Linked DNA regions of Macaca mulatta: region 2 is linked to region 1. Evidence: chromatin contacts called from public Hi-C data. All regions are on one chromosome and are shown on one strand. The core of a region is the stretch at or near the end of the contact, and the rest is flanking DNA. Distances in the headings are between cores, read along the strand shown.

The links. A called contact is a pair of places that touch in the nucleus more often than the background predicts.
Region 2: a contact with region 1 is called in a Hi-C map of liver, with 3 times the contacts expected there. The contact joins the promoter of HNRNPLL here to the promoter of GALM in region 1. A contact is called at or near these places in 3 of 14 Hi-C or Micro-C datasets (CD4 T cells, cortical neurons and liver).

What each region holds. Positions count from the first base shown.
Region 1 is chr13:86,286,229-86,291,152 of T2T-MMU8v2.0, forward strand. GALM (galactose mutarotase) reads right to left here and starts at 2,734. Exons shown (of 7, transcript XM_015112146.3): 1 at 2,264-2,734. The coding sequence starts at 2,453.
Region 2 is chr13:86,356,512-86,361,435 of T2T-MMU8v2.0, forward strand. HNRNPLL (heterogeneous nuclear ribonucleoprotein L like) reads left to right here and starts at 2,579. Exons shown (of 13, transcript XM_077959704.1): 1 at 2,579-2,647; 2 at 2,910-3,072. The coding sequence starts at 3,038.

The DNA of each region.
Region 1 (4,924 bases), core at 1,484-3,983:
CTGACATTTTAAAAGAATATACAGTGAAAATTAAGTCTCCTTCCCACCCCCTGCACCCTGGGTACCCAGGATCCTTTCTTAACAACTACTGTTACCAGTTTATTGTTAACATAGGTTTTAATGCACTCGAAATATAGTATCACACCATCAAAATAGTAACAGAGTGCTGTATATCTCCCCTGCAAGAGTCACAGCCCACACCTCTACAACAAACACTGGTTAACAAGAGAAAAGCAAAACATCTGGGCACAGTGGCTCATGTCTGTAATCCCAGCACTTTGGGAGGCTGAAGTGGGAGGATTGCTTGAGGCCAGTAGTTCGAGGCTGCAAGTGAGCTATAATTGCACTACTGCACTCCAGCCTGGGTGACAGAGTGAGATTCCCCCTCTAAAAAATAAATTAAAAAGCCAAACAAATGTATTTGATTATAGTTTTATGTGACAAAGGAGCTTTCAGAATGAAGACCCACAGATACAGGGAAAACAATCCATTTTTATGCTTAGGTCCAGTGAAGCATGGACAGCCATGTAGAAATATGATTGGACAAAAAAGGTAGGATCTGTTGCTAATAGAGGGAGTGGGGAAACTTGGCAAGGCCTGTGTTCAGATTTTTCTTGGCCTCCCCATGCAGCATTCCTTCCTCCCAGGTATGGGGCAGGACTCCTCTGAAATGAGGGTCTTACTTTCTTTATGGTCAGCTGTTACACAGAAAGGCAGAGGGAAAGGTTAGAGTATATTTTTATTTTTTTGAGATGGAGTCTCACTCTGTCGCCCAGGCTGGAGTGCAGTGGCGCAGTCTCGGTTCACTGCAACTTCCGTCTCCCGGAAGCGATTCTCCTGCCTCAGCCTCCCAAGTAGCTGGGATTACAGGTGCCTGCCAGCAGCCTGGCCAACATGGCAAAACCCCATCTCTACTAAAATTACAAAAACATTAGCCAGGCATAGTGGTGTTCAACAGAAAGCTGGGTTTTGTTTTTTTACCTTAGGAATCTGAAATTTGCTCTCTGTTTTTTAAGATAAGAGTTTCACTCTGTCACCCATGCTGGAGTGCAGTGGCACAATCTTGGCTCACTGCAACCTCCGCCTCTCGGGTTCAAGTGATTCTCCTGCCTCAGCCTCCTGACTAGCTGGGATTACAGGCACGTGCCACCATGCTCAGCTAATTTTTTTGTATTTTTAGTAGAGACAGGGTTTCACCATGTTGGCCAGGCTTGTCTGGCCAACATGTAACCATGAGCCACGTTACATATCTGAAGAACCAGACAGAATGACACACCAAAAGGAAAACCTCAAACCTCCTCTCCAGCAGAATTTGTCTATGCCCCAACCACTAAGCAGAGAGTATTAACTCTCAGTTTCTCTTTGCCAGCTTTATTTCACACCTCATTTTCTGTCTAGTTACACCATGGTGCTAAGAGAGCATGATGTACATTTTCCTTTGCTGCAATCAAGCTGCAATTGTCATTCTTTATGCAATTACTGAGTTAAAGCTGCAATTGTCATTCTTTCTTTATGCAATTATTGAGTCAAAGTCTATCTCCCCAGCCAAACCACAAGAGTGGGGACCTTGTCTGTCCTGTTGAATGAGGGTCAATGGATTAATAGAGTTTTCAAATGTATGAATTAATGCCTGATCCTAATTGCCCATGGATTCTGGGATAAAAGTCAATCCTAGTTGGTAGGAGACCTGATCTCTAGACACTGAGTTGGTCTTGTCTATTTTGTTCCCTAAATGGTTATTGGGTAGCTGGTGTACTAGGCAACCACTGAGCTTACTGGAGCATTTCTGAGACAACCAGGCCTCAAAGAGAATCTGATCTTCCGGAAGAAGGAAGTAGAAGAGGCAAGTATTTGAATTTCCTTCTTCAAAAGGGAAGCACTGGGAGCCACACCCCCTCTTGCCTGCTCTTTCCTCTCCAGCCCTCTCAAGGGATCAGGCAGTTCAAAGATCAGGCAGTTCAAAGATCGCTCCAGGATCGCTGAAGTGTATCTTACTATCAGCTGACCTTTTACGTTAATTGGGGCAAAGCCTGAACGGATAACCAGAGGCCAACTCTCATAGCTTATTTATTACAGTTTTTCCCAAACGCCGGATGGCCACACAGCCCTCTGTTAGCCTGATGCACGCACTTGCAAGTCAGACAGTCCCAAGCTAGGCGACTTTCCCCCTTGGTCCCTCTCATTGCAAGTGGCCCGATAGATCCGGGAGGTGTGTAGCGTGGGTCTGGGGCCTGCTCGCAGCCCTCTGCCGAGTTCAACCCACCTTCCAACTCCGCGAAGCCAAGCACCACGTCTGAGGCTCTCCCCTGCCTGTCTTTGACCTCTAGGGCTGTGATCGTGCAGCCCCAGGAGATGATGTCCACTCTCAGGAGGTCTGACTGCAGCTGGAACTTTTCCACTGTCCCTCCTCCCGAGGGCAGCTCTCCAAACGCGGCTCTGGTCACCGAAGCCATAGGGAAAGTTCGGCGTGTGCAACTACTGCCCACTCTTCAAACTTGTTTTGCTAAGCTAGAGGCGACACAAGTTTACAGGAGCAGGGGCGTGACTCGGCTCAGACTCCTCCCTTTCCTTGCCTGGATTTAGGGAGTGACCGGTCCTGCAAAAAATAGCCCCTGGGGCCTTTCTAAATCATTCCTTTGCCTGAGGGTAACAAGAGGGGCAAACTTTGCAGCCACGCTTGCAGTTCTTTTCTTTGGCTTGCCCTGGTTGCATTGCATGTTGGGAATTGTAGTTTTTGGGAGGTGAAATTGCATTTTGGGGCCTGTAGTCTTTCTAAACTCGAATCCTGGGTTGACAGTGTTCTACCTCCATCTCCCCACACCTCAACATGTAATGAGCTGGTCATTAATGTCGGTGGCTATCAGACGAAGAGCGGGAAAATATAGATAGCAGACTTACAGTGAGACCGATCTTGGGAGAAAATTCTATTTTAACTCTTTGATACAAGGGGCAAGAAGTACAGTAGTAGTTGGCCGGGCGCGATGGCTCACGCCTGTAATCCCAGCACTTTGGGAGGCCAAGGCAGGGGGATCACGATGTCAGGAGAATCGAGACCATCCTGACTAACACGGTGAAATACCGTCTCTACTGAAAATACAAAAAAAAAAAAAAAAAGCCGGGTGTGGTGGCACATGCCTGTAATCCCAGCTACTCAGGAGGCTGAGGCAGGAGAATGGCATGAACCCGGGAGGCAGAGCTTGCAGTGAGCCGAGATCGCGCCACTGCACTCCAGCCTGGGCAACAGGGCGAGACTCCGTCTTAAAAAAAAAAAAAAAAAAAAGAAAGAAAAAAAAAGTACACTCATAGCTTAGAAATGAGGTAAATCATTTTGGTCTTCTCTGCACACAGACTTACTGAAGATCCATTCTTTTTGTCCCACGGATGAAGTCCTGGACTTCGTTCTGTTGGAGCCACTACCCAGAAGGCTTTCCTGACAGTCAAAGCTGTGCCAGCCTCGAGGAGCTTGGCCCAGACAGGGTCAGGTAGATGAATTAGGCCTTCCCCTCCGTGTGCGGAGGTGATTAGAGACAGCCTCAGACTCTCTTTACTTCAGGGGACTGGGAAGGGACCTCGGGTGTTTTCTGGCTCCTGAATTCCACAGTTCCTTTAAGAAGGGATTCAGGGAACAAGTATTTATTGAGGTCCTTGTAAATGCCAGGTACTGAACCTTTGTTATCTCCTTTTCTGCAAGTAGGATGGAGTCTTCAGGTATGTACAATTGGAGAGGAAAGACACTAAGGTCATTAAATAATTATCTTGCTTGATCGTGTCTCAGAATTAGCTGAGGACATTTAAAATGCATATTCCCAGGCCCACCTCTGGAATTTCTAATTCTGAAAGTCTAGGGTGAAACTCAGGAATCTGCGTTTTTCATATTCCCCAAGTTATTCTTCTGCAGATTATCTAGGACCATATTTAGAGAAATATTGCTTTAAGGCTTGATGACTAATCTGAAATTTTTTTTCCCCAAAAAAGTAGGCTCTGATGGCAGAAGGATTAAAATAAAGCTATTAAGGGCCTTAATGAGATAACATACAGGCACCTATGTATTTCCTTGCTAAGTCTGGCAACTCTAGAGGAGTACTGAGCCTAGGAAGTGGGAGGGTACTGGGAGCCTAAAGACAAATTTTACTCAAGCCATCTGCATAATCATCTATCTTTTCTTGATACTGCTCTTGGCTTGGCTCCTGGGTACTTCAGAGGGTATCCAACTAGACTGTGGTGAGTGCAGAAATGAAATGCATCTTTGATTAGGAAATTAGGAGAATTGGGATTATGTGCCTGGAATCAGATGCTAATGAAACATAATAACTATCTCTCAGCCTCTTCTGTCTGTAATTTAAGGAATATTTAGCATTCTTGCCATAGAGCCTCAATTCTCCATCATGAAGCAGAAGAATTCTGATAGCAATCGAAAAATAAAAAAGACTTGCAACAGGCTTCAGTGGAGCTCAACATATAATAATAAAAAGACCCAAACAAGTCAAATTATAGACTGCATCACACTCATACAATAACCAACAGGCACTCCTATGTGCTGCTTCATCAGAAGTTCTCATAAACTCCGAGTTTCATCAGCCACTTAACTTTGTGGTTGATTCACACATAAGCCCTTTGGCAATGCTGTGTTAGCAAGGATGTCTTAGAATCTCTTCTCTGAGCAGGAAGACCACTTTTTTCTTTTTTCTCAACCTCCAGTTCTCAGTGTTCTGCCAAGCACATGCTGTTACAGAAAGAAAGAAATGCATTTGCGTGCCCAATGCTAAATGTCTCTAGGAAAGGTCTTGTTACTCCATTTGGTAGAAAATGAATGTACCATGATATCTCCCTAAAATGTAAAGAGGCCTGGGCGCGGTGGCTCCCACCTGTAATTCTAGCACTTTGGGAGGCAGAGGTGGGTGGATCACCTGAGGTCAGGAGTTTG
Region 2 (4,924 bases), core at 1,329-3,828, 70 kb after region 1:
TTTTCCTTCTCAAAGGACCTACTATCACTGTTTGAACAACTCATCTGCAAGAAGCTCACATTTCACCCATGGTCAACGAACTGACTGAAGTCCTTTAAAAATGCTTTCTGAGTTTTACTTCTTCAATTTTTTTTTTTTTTTTTTGTACTCAACTGGGCTATCACAAAAAGAACACAGTTTAATACTGGTACATACTGGCTTCCACCTGCTGTTTGTGAACGCTGAGCACAGCAGCCCTAGGTTTGGCAAGGCTGGGTTTCCTTACCCATTGGTGTGAGAGTTGCATTGTAACATGGTATAATCCATAGGTTGAATGTAGGGCTTTGAGAGTTTAAAATATTTGCATCTTCACATGAAATATTTGGAAAGTTTGTATAAGGCCTAGTAAATCCAGTTGTGAGTGAATAAAATTTACCAAACTAAATTCACCTAGCATATGAAAATGTACACAAAACAAAATTAACAGGTAGTTGCTCATACTTAAAAGATATTTAGTGCTTCTCATCACTCTTGATTATTTCACATAATATTCTATTGTTTTCTTTCTCCGAAAAAATAATTGTTTTAAGCTCTCAGCTCTTCTGCCGCTTTTACTTTGAGCAAATTAAAAATATCTTGGGAATGGCCCATCTCACCTCATCAAAGAAGTTTCCTTTGTATCAAGTTTATTAATCCGCTCATCCTTTCCTGATCTTTGATACTGAGACAGCTATAAAAAGGACAATGGATGCTAAAGATAACACACGAAGTAGGTTTGTTAGACCTTTTTTTTGACCCTTGGTATCTTCAGCTTTCTGAAGGCCAGGTAGTGTCTGCATTCTGAACATGTTAGGGGACATATGAATCCATAGGACATATTTCAAGCAGAATTGTATCGTTTCCCTTGCTGCTATTTTACTTTCCCAAACCATTGCAGAGCTTTTTGCCAATGACATTTTCTCATCTGCAGCCAGCTCTGCGGCTACCTTTTGCTATTTCTTCTGTCGACTTCCATTTTAATTTAAAAAATAAATTAATAATTTTTTTAGTTCTGTTTTGTCAATGTATACCTGCAGCCGCACATACATTTGATTATAGCTGCATAGTATGGAAAATCTTGCAATTGGATTCCAAAATGATAGGCGGTGTAATTTACAACGTACAAAAAGTGTTACATTAAAGCACTCTCAGCAATAAATAAAAATAGCTTTTTTGGAGGAGGAAATAACTTTGGAGAGAACTAGGCTGGAGGAAGCAATCTACACTGTTAGGAAAGGAACAGCCACATCTGGGGAAGCATCTGAGGGACAAGGACAACAGAAACACAAGAGGCTCTCGATCTCAGCTAATCCTCCAAGAGGCACCTGACAGTGGGCAGTTAGGTTACCTTGATTTGCCAGTTTCTCTCCTGAAAGATACACTGGACCTTTATTTCCCAAGGACTACTCATTCAGCATTGTTGAGTACCTAAACTGTGCTGGAGATTGCACAGGAACTGGGCTTGCGAAAATGAAAATTGCACACAGTTCCTGTCTTCAGGCGCTCCCAGAGTTTTTAAAACAGAACATCTTAAGAGGGAGTTATAAGGGGCCCTGTTACAAAAAGAGAGCAGCAACTAAAATCTTGGAAGAGCCCTCAGGACGCCACAGAGGAAGCAAGCTGTGGTCACATAATTTCCAAAGGCTTTTGTATCTTTCGACAATAAATGATCAAGTGAAATACAACACTGCCCGGAAGAGAAAGAATTGGGATGGAGGATGAGATTTTATATGCAAGGATTAAAACATATTTAACTGGAGCAGGGACTTACGGGACAGGCAAGTCCCTTACATTGTCAGTAAAGGGCGCAGGTTACAAACGAGTTGTAACTGTTCAGACCTACGCGCGCCCGCGTGCAGCGCCTCCTGCCGACGCGCGCCTCGCAGCCTTCAGTCGACGCTGACAGCTGTTCTCCAACACCCAGCTAGGGGCGGGAGAGTCTGCCCACTTCTACCAGATTTTGAACACAAAACAGTGGAAAGACCACTTTCATGGCTCCAAGCCGTTTTCTCCCTTCATCGCCTGCAATTTTGGGGCTCTTCGGGGGGTATGTCTGCTGGGATTTTAGAGGTTTTCTTCCTCGTTCTCTTTTGAAGAGGTGACACAAAGCATTTAAATTAGCGGTAGGGCGGTTAACACCCGCAGCCCTGGCCTCCCTGCACTTCTCGTCGCTCGTCCGTGTTCGCTCCACGCCTGGCCTCGGGTAGGAGCCGCACAGCGCCAACGGTCGCGGGGTCGCAACGGCTCCCAGGCGGCGCGCGGCGGACGTTGCGCGCCGGGCCTCGCAGGACGGCAGCGAGTTCAGAAGGCGCAGGGAGGGAGGCGAGGCCGAGCCGCGGGCGGCTTTTGACGAACGGCCCTCACAGCCAATGGAAAACCCGGTCGACTTTCCCGCCCCTGCCAATAGGGAGCAGGACCCGGGCCGGGGGGGGCGCTTCCCGCAGGCTGCGGTGGATTCGATCCTGAGCGACGGCCGCGAAGGCGGGGGCGGAGGCTCGGCCTGCGCAGCTGGGAGCGGCTTAGGGGAGGAGGGAAGACCGGAAGCCACGGTCGCGTCCCCATCCTTAGATTCGCTCCTCCGGGCAGGGAGCGGAGACTGAGGAGGAGGGAGAGGCTGGATGTTGGCTCGGTAATTGAGGGGAGCGGCCGCTCCGGAGCCTCTTCCCGGGGCGCCCCCCTCAGTCCGTCCGCGCTTCTCAGCCGCCCGTCTCCTGGCCGCGCAGTCCCCGCGGACGGCCGGGCCGCGGAGACCCTCGCAGAAGAGGCGCTGCCGGCGGCGAGGACTGGCCGGCGGCATCCGAGGCGCGCGTCCCACCGCCACCGCCACCCCCACCCTCCTGCCCGCCGGTCCCTCCGGTCGCCGCCATGTCCTCCTCCTCTTCCTCCCCCAGGGAGACGTACGAGGAGGACCGGGAGTACGAGAGCCAGGCCAAACGTCTCAAGACCGAGGAGGGGGAGATCGACTACTCGGCCGAGGAAGGCGAGAACCGCCGGGAAGCGACGCCTCGGGGCGGGGGCGATGGCGGAGGCGGTGGCCGGAGCTTCTCCCAACCGGTAACAAAGCGCGGCCCCCCTGTCCGCTGTGCCTGGCTGCTCCCCGGGAAGCAGGGCCGGTTGGCGGGGCCTCGGTGCGGGGCCTCCCGCTCGCTTTATTAGCCTTTTCCGCTGCGCCGACCCGGTTGGCGAAGCGCCCACTCTTCTCTTTGGGGCTTGTATTCTGGGCTCTACCTGTTTCCCGCATCCCGACTGCGAACCCGGCCCTGTCTTGGCCGCAGGCCCCACAGCGAGTCCACTGCCGAGCCCTGAACTTGGGGAGGGTCGCGGCGCGGCGGCGGCGGGGAGGCGTCGCTTCCGCTCTGGAGGGTTTCGCGGCTCGGAGAGCTCTTTGTTAGTTTAACTCCTCGGGCTCGGGGCCAGCGTCGGGACCACCGGTTGCCTTTAGCCCCTATGCCCGCAGCATCTGCGCGCTGGTCACCATCCCGGGATGGTTGCGTCGGTTCCACCGGGGGCTCTCCGCCTCGAATCTATGGAGAGCCGTAATTAAATAACAGATTATGCCTTGGCGTTCACATGCTAGTTCCTTTGAATGTTTCATTTAAAAAATTTTTAAATTAAACTCTTTATAAGCATGGCGTGCATCCTTTGCTCTACCCAGTTTTGTGATGATTGCTCAGTGCACTTTTTACCTCTTCGGTTACAACACTTTAACAGAAGTGTTGGCAGCTGTTGGTACACCCCTACCTTCAAGTAAAACAAATCTTAAAATTACTAAAGTTTCTCTTTGGTAATTTATTCCACATTTGCCCCATGAAAGGATGAACTGAGCTAAGGGCTGCATTAAACGCACATTCCCAGAGCCTTGTCTTTCTCTTACCAGAAATGTTAGCGGGAGACAGAAGGAATGTGATCATTTTGTCCACAGCAAGTAGTTAGCTTCAGTTGGATGGAGACTTTAAGGAAACAAAGCGGAGCAAACGTTATTGCCCTTTTTTGGTGCACTTAAGCTGTTTTAATGACTTAGATGTTTTTTAAACATTTAACACGTGAATTGTGATTAATTCTGCAAACTTTAGCAGAATTACGAAATTGTACACATATATCCTACTATTAGGTTAAAAGGATTTTTACCTTACCTTTTGAAAACAAGACGCACATTAGAAGCCCTTTATAGCCGTTTGAGTTTTTAAATAAAAATAAAAAAGGCTGGTCAGTAGTCCCCAGCGTTAGTTTCCAGTTACTAGGATGTGAGGGCGAACTTTGCAACACATTTAAAAAAGGAACTTTTTCTCTCAGTCTTACGGTGTTAGCTATTACTTTAGATTTTTGTGCCTAGCTGTTTGAAATATTCAAAATGTAACTTGGAAGTATGAATGAAGGAAATGCATTTTTTCTTAGGAAGTTTCAGTTCAAAGCCAACTCTTGTGGAAATTGGTAACAGGAATATAACTGATATTTAGATGTATTTGTTCAGTGTACCGCGTTGCTAGAAATCTTGCTTGAGTTTTTGTGTAGCATCATGAAATGTCTTCAAGCATTTTGGAAAAATACTTAAATCAGTTTATAAAAAAATTGTTTTTGAAGACAGCCAAAGCATTAAATCATCAGTAGTATTATTTTGGATATTGGGAAGAAAATAACATAATTAATGTATCCAAAGCGAAGTGTATGGAGCGGTGGAAATGGCACTGAGTAGGGTTTGGGGATGGTCAAGAGCCTAGTCTTAGCATACTTTTTTTTTTTTTTTGAGAGGTTCTCTCTCCATGGTCCGCAGCTGGAGTGGAGTGCAGTGGCGCATGATCACGGCTCACTGCAGCCTTGATCTCCCTGGCTCAAGCAATCCTCCTTCCTCAGCCTCCCGGGTTGCTGGGACTGCAAGCCCGCATCACCACGCCGGGCCAATTTTTTT